Linked DNA regions of Sus scrofa: region 2 is linked to region 1. The links are chromatin contacts, called in public targeted proximity ligation maps. All regions are on one chromosome and are shown on one strand. The core of a region is the stretch at or near the end of the contact, and the rest is flanking DNA. Distances in the headings are between cores, read along the strand shown. Region 1 has its middle 300 kb from the start of RUNX1T1. Region 2 overlaps RUNX1T1 (protein CBFA2T1).

Evidence for each region.
Region 2: a targeted proximity ligation map of skeletal muscle shows a contact between it and region 1, with 4 times the contacts expected there. A contact is called at or near these places in 1 of 47 Hi-C or Micro-C datasets (embryonic fibroblasts) and 1 of 2 datasets of targeted methods (skeletal muscle).

The regions. Positions count from the first base shown.
Region 1 is chr4:44,296,392-44,299,519 of Sscrofa11.1, reverse strand. No RefSeq gene overlaps it. Among named protein-coding and RNA genes, the nearest start is that of RUNX1T1, 300 kb to the left of the region's middle.
Region 2 is chr4:44,637,729-44,640,856 of Sscrofa11.1, reverse strand. All of the region lies in intron 5 of RUNX1T1 (protein CBFA2T1), which reads right to left. The region is part of intron 1 of LOC110260259 (a long non-coding RNA gene); the gene reads right to left. Among named protein-coding and RNA genes, the nearest start is that of RUNX1T1, 39 kb to the right of the region's middle.

The DNA of each region.
Region 1 (3,128 bases), core at 225-2,724:
AGTCGTTTGAATTCATGGATGCAAAACCCCTTAGGTACGGAGTGCCGATTGTACTCGGCCATTTTTCATAAGGAACTTGAGCACCCCAGGATTTTGGTATAGCCGGGCATCCTGAAATCAGTTCCCTGCAATATCAAGGGAAGAGTGTACTGAAAAATTGGCTTATTTTCCATATTTTGGATTTGCCACTTGTTTGGCAGCTTCAGAAAAACCAAGTTTCTTAGGATAATTAGACCAAGTCTTTGAAACTACAATCTCCAGGGGTTGTCAACACCTGGCTTTATCAATATATCTAAGAAATTGTGTAAGGGCTTTCATACACGTTAAGTTGATGTAAAAAAAATAAATATACTGTGATTACATGGATAACCTACCAGTGAACTAAAACACCTCTTTCCTTCACATGAAAGTCTTGGGCAGACATTCTTTCTCTTATTTGTCATGAACTGTTATTTCTCATAAGCTTGAAATAGGTAAAAAGAGGACATCAAAGTAGCTCACAGTTTGAAGGACTTTATGCATAATTTCCTGTTAGATTGATTTTATGGAATGTAAGTATGGATCATAGTTTCACCACAGTTTATCACTTCTGAGAATCAAGATCAAGTAAACAGTAAAGGAATTAAAAAAAAACATAAAAATCTTCAGAGGATTGATTGAGATTCTCCTATACCTGGTGGTAGAGCTATTGAACCCCAAAAGACTCATACACCTCCTAATCACAAATATTCTGCAGGCATTGATTTATTGGATTCTTTCCACCAGCTGTTTAGAGGGTACAGAAAATGCACCAAGCTTTGCTGGTGACCCCCAAGTGCTTTAATTCCTATGCATGCATATTTTCACATTATTACAGAAAGGTTTCATTTGCAATTTACAGGCTGAGTAGCAATGAGTCCGTTTCACAGAGGTCAGTGATTTCACCATTCCTCCTAGTGATGGAATTATAGTTTAAACAGCTGGAGCACTGTCCCAGGAGGGACACCGGGGTATGGCTCCTTAACGGCAGAATAAATCCATCAGACATATTTCATGTGTCTGATAACATTAATAGATACCAGGACTGTTTAAATATTTAATGAACTCACTCAGAGGCTGTTTACCAAGGGGGAAAAAAGAGCTATCAGAAGGGATGATCACATCCTTTTGATCTACAATGACAACAACAAAACCGAAATCTCAGCCAATGACTTCTCTTCCTTGCTGCAAACTCCATCAGGGGAACCCTTTTGCTACATGACATGTTTCATTTCCACAGTGTGCCTGAGAGTGTTTTCAGTTTTGCAGTTCAAAAGTTAATCATTTCCATGCGGCTCACTACTTAATAGAGATGCCAGAAGTCATAGAGTAGTTTTCAGTTGGGATGGAGAAAAAGGAGAGAAAAGACAATCAGAGACGCATAGAACAAGCAAATGGCGTGCTGAACACAGATCCCCAGAGGCCCTTGGTGTGTTAATGAGGGAGCAAGCCTGATGTAAGTGTGGCTCCTGGCTACCTTTGGTAATAGTCCTTGGGACAATCGCTTGGTAAACACTTCTTTCTGGATATGAATAATGGTCATTGTAAAAAAAAAAAAAAATCACAGCCTGATATTTGGCATAAGTTTATTTTAGTCTGAGAGCAATTTTGTTTTGGTTTACGAAATTTCACTAAATGTGGTTTGGCCAGGCGGAATAAAAATGGTTTTATTTTGTGGTTTCAGATGCCTGTTTGGTCATGCAAAAATGAAACAATAGCTAACTTTCAAATGGTGGGAAATTGCTAGCTCTAGGTCCTTACTGTCTGTTGGCACTAACAAACACTTATGTTGGAAAACGGTCTATGGCACACTTTCCAGAGCATTTTTTCCTCAATTGTATTGACTATAACCCTAATCCAGTTCTCTTTATGGGATCAAGGCTATGCCTAAGCCTTGTGTACACCATCTTGGTCTGCTCTAATACCTGAAAAGCTCAGCCTAGATTAGAATAAATTAAGGGTGCCTCCTAGACCTGGTTGAAAATTTCTGGCTGTTTGGCAATTTCAAACTGAGTGTAGACAGGAAAAAAGTCATGGCAATTTTCTTTGGGGACTAAGAGAGTATGTTGGCTTAATTAAAAATGGATACATTTTCGAACATCTCAAATGAATGCCATTAGCATTATTTATACTCTGTTTTCGCTCAATTCTGTTTTCCTATAGGTCTGTAATTTGTAATAAGAGCATAAGAAAGCAGATGGTGAATTTCCTGAGTGCATAGTGTTGCTCTACTTTTTGAAGGGCTGTCATTCTCAGAAATGAAAGACTTACACTAGACCATACCTTTCCAAACAAATCATTTTCAAGTATATAAATAGCATAATTAATCACAATGGAAATATAAAATGTTTAATCAGTAGCAGATGGACCGAAACAAAGAAATCTTATGTATAAGACTACTTGAAATGTTTAAAGTTGCCTACTTTTAATGTTTGTAAAAATGGATTTTAGGGATCATGTTTTCATTTAAACTTTATTGTTACAATTTTATTCCTTTTTTTCCCCAAAAAGATTAAGCAGCCATTTAGCTGCTGTTTTAGGAAAGCAATGGAGTCACTGCCCGGCATAAGAGAAAAGCTATCTAAACTGCACATTTACCAGGGAACAGTTTAAATTATCCAAATTCTCCCTTTCATAGTAACTAATGATAAAATTTCCTCATGATCTTGAGAAGTAACCTGGGAGAGACATTATGTGGGAAAACGTAGCTGGTATACCAAAGGCACAAATCTTTGATCTTGATCATCATTTTAAATCTTTTAAGTAAGTGTGTTTTAGAAAGAGAAAATTCTGACAGTAAAGGAGCAAAACCTCCTTTTGGAAATTGGGTCTGGTTTGGACTAAACTCTGCAGCAATAAAAGCTGAAACTAATTTCCAGATGGAATAAATTGGTTCCAGAGTTTCTGAAATTTTGGCCAGCATGTTGCACAGCTGAAGTTGATCCTTGTTTAGAACTGTTACAAAGGGCAGGGAAGGGGGGCTGCTCTATGGGGATACATCTCCCAAGAGATCATAGGGCTGGCAGTTAGTGTGGTCCTGTTTGCTTCAGCCATCCATTTCTTTGTGCTTCAAAGGGTGGTGCTTCTAATCAAGTCTCTGAGCCTGATGG
Region 2 (3,128 bases), core at 322-2,821, 340 kb before region 1:
CTTACTATCATTCACAAATGACTCTGGGTTACTGTGGAGTTTTGTTTTACCAAAACAAAATATAGACTCTACAAAATGCTGATAAATCAGGTCATTTAACATACATTTATTAAGACCACAAAAAAAAACTAATTAGATTTGACCTGTGACATAAAAATCAGATGAAACTGCATTACAGTATTCTGGCAAAATAAAAAACACAAGCACCTTTTCACACAGATTCCTTATCACATACCCAATGCACATTACATCTTTAGCTGCATGGTACATATAAATCAAGATGAGAGCTTAAAGAGTTAAAATGACCTTTCCAAGACCTCAGTCATTGTCTTTTTGTAAATTGATTTTCCCCATATTTCAGCTACATGCATCCCTCCTCTGCTGAACTAATGAAAAAGTGCAGTTCTGTCACAAACGCATCCTTGCTATACATATATCAATAATGATGAGGACTGCAAGACACATCCTAAAGGGGAAAAACATTCTTCAAACAACTGGCAATACCTACACACAACTGTGGTTGCAGAAAACTGGCAGATAATGTTTCAAAACACCATCTGTGAGGTGTACAAACTCTGTGACCAAGCACAGCCTCTTCTGCCTGTCCTACCCCCAAATCTGCACAAATCAGCCAGCTGGAGGATCTCTATCTGCCCTGTCTTTTTATCTGAGCTAGGCTACTCAAAGTAGGAAAAGGGCAATCCAGAGAGCTCTTGAAAACAGCAGAAAAAACCCTCTCCCCCTCCATCAAGCTTCTACCAAGCTTCTTTCTCCATAAGCAAAGCCTTCACTGGCAACAATCATAGAAACACTCTAAGCTCCAAAGATAATATTTTCAGAGGAAATTGACATACACTAAATTTTCAGGACCACAACAGCTTCAGTAATTCGGCAGACGTTTTATTTTTAATTAACTGACCCCAATTATTTGCCCAAATGACATCTAAGGGCTGTGATTTAGGACAAGACTGAAATTATTTGTAGTCCCTAAGGCTTCCTTCACTTTCTCTGACATAAACAGCTTTTTAAAGAGACCTTCCCAGGATTCCACCATAATCCATAAACTCTCTTCACAGATGAAATTTCCAGGATGCAAGGTACAGATGACAGGCACAAAATCCAGAACAGAAACAGTATTTCTTACTTGAGCTAAATCCCTCAAGTAAAACTGCTCTGGCAAACAGATACGTGGCTATACTTTCCCCTTAGCCTTTAAAACGCACTTCCCAAATTTTAAAAGCAAGGGTTCCACACCCTATACCCATGTACCCAGATTTTGATGCTCCCTTTATGCCACCTTCCCTGTCTCACCTCTGTCACCCCCCAGCCTCCACCTGCCCATATAAAATGCAGTACGCCATGGGGCAGAAGGTATTTTCCGAGCATAATAAAAAGTAAGCTTTCTTCACCTCAAAATCAGAGAAAGAGAGAGCGGAGCAGGGCTAACTCACCAGGCATCTCTGAATCCAGCGTCCACACGGAAAGTGGCTCTCTCCTAAGAGCAAGCGTGCTCAGGGCTCATGCCTCCTGTTCTGGAATGGGAGCCGGCAGAGAGAGGAAGGCAGAGAGAGGAGGGCCGTCAGAAGGGGCTGGGGCGGCATAGCCCGAGGCAGGGTGCTGGGCGCGTGCGCCTGCCAGGCAGAGACAGATGGAGAGCTGACACTCCGGATTGCACTTGGAGCAGAAATGTGGATGATGACAGGAGCACATGTGGCCTTGAACCCAGCCTTGTCTCTTCAGGCAGAACAATGACAGGGATGTGTGTGCAAAGTATCACAACCCCGGCCTCCCCTTACCCACTCCACCTCTCTCAGCAAGTTCCAGAGCACCAAAGAACGGAAAGTAAAATGCAGAATGATAAGCTAAATGCTGAATAATTCATTCACCACCACCCCCATCCCGTTACAAGTTAACCCTTATTTTGCCAAAAGAATAGACAGTAGACCTAACCCCCTATCCCTGCTCACAACCAAAGCTTTCCCTTCCACCTTCGCATGTTAACAGCCATAATTGGAACTTTATGAAAAAACAAACACAGGCACAAACCTCGAAGCTTGTTTATGGCACTGGAAAATCCAAAACAGTCTAAAAACATGTCCTAAGACTGTGTGTACTATGCCAGTTTATCATACTGAGCAGAGTTCCAAAATCATTGCCTTTGTCAGCTTCTCAGCAGTATGTGTAAAATAGAACACTTTTGAGAGGCAGAAGCAGACCACTTTTATTTTACTAGAGTGCTTTTAACCCCCTGGGATCCCTGCGTTGATACGCTCCAAACATTCTTAGCTTACTCTCCTCTACCTTGCATAGAGATCCATGGGAGATGAAAACAAAATCTTCACTGTAAAGCCTTTTCAAAAGCTGAACAATCATGTCCTCCTGATTTCTGATTTTTTTTTTTTTTTTTTTTTGCACTCTCTTAAATGTTTATCCTTCCCATGAATAACACATACCCAGCCAGGTTCAATGGACTCTTCCCTATTAAGCTTTAATGGACACCATGATATATAAAACTACGAGCCTTTGTTATAGTGCTTTATCTAAAGCCGGCTATTTTCCTCTCAGCAGTCCCTCTTTAGTCCTTTGTAAAACATCCTTGCCTCATAGGAGAAACATATGCCTGCCTGCCTTGCATGCCTTTTCTACACACACAAAAATGCCAGGCAGAAGGAAAATACTGTTCACTTCTAAAACTCTTCCTCCATTTAACACTTGCAAATCTTTCCTAGGTCTCTGTGTGTTTGTTTTAACAACACAGCACATGATGAGACAGATCCCTCAGGCTTCACCTTTCCAATGTACGTTCAATCCACTATAAACATAGAAACAATCCCACTCAGGAGCCTCTGACCAGCCTGCAAGCTCAAAGACTATGACAGCCAGGAGCACCCCCCTTAACTCTTGCTCTGCCTTCACAGTCTTCAACATGTCCTTTGCTTATTCTACACTTTCCATATGCTTTCAGCCCTTATCAGATTGATCTTCCCCCTACTTGCTGCCTCAAAGAAACCATAAAAACCCATCTGAAAACAGAGGCAGTGACTCTTGACTTTGACCTACTCCCCCCCCTCCTAAACCTCTCCCCAGGAGTGCACACAACCTGTTTCAGAGCATGCCCACATACACAC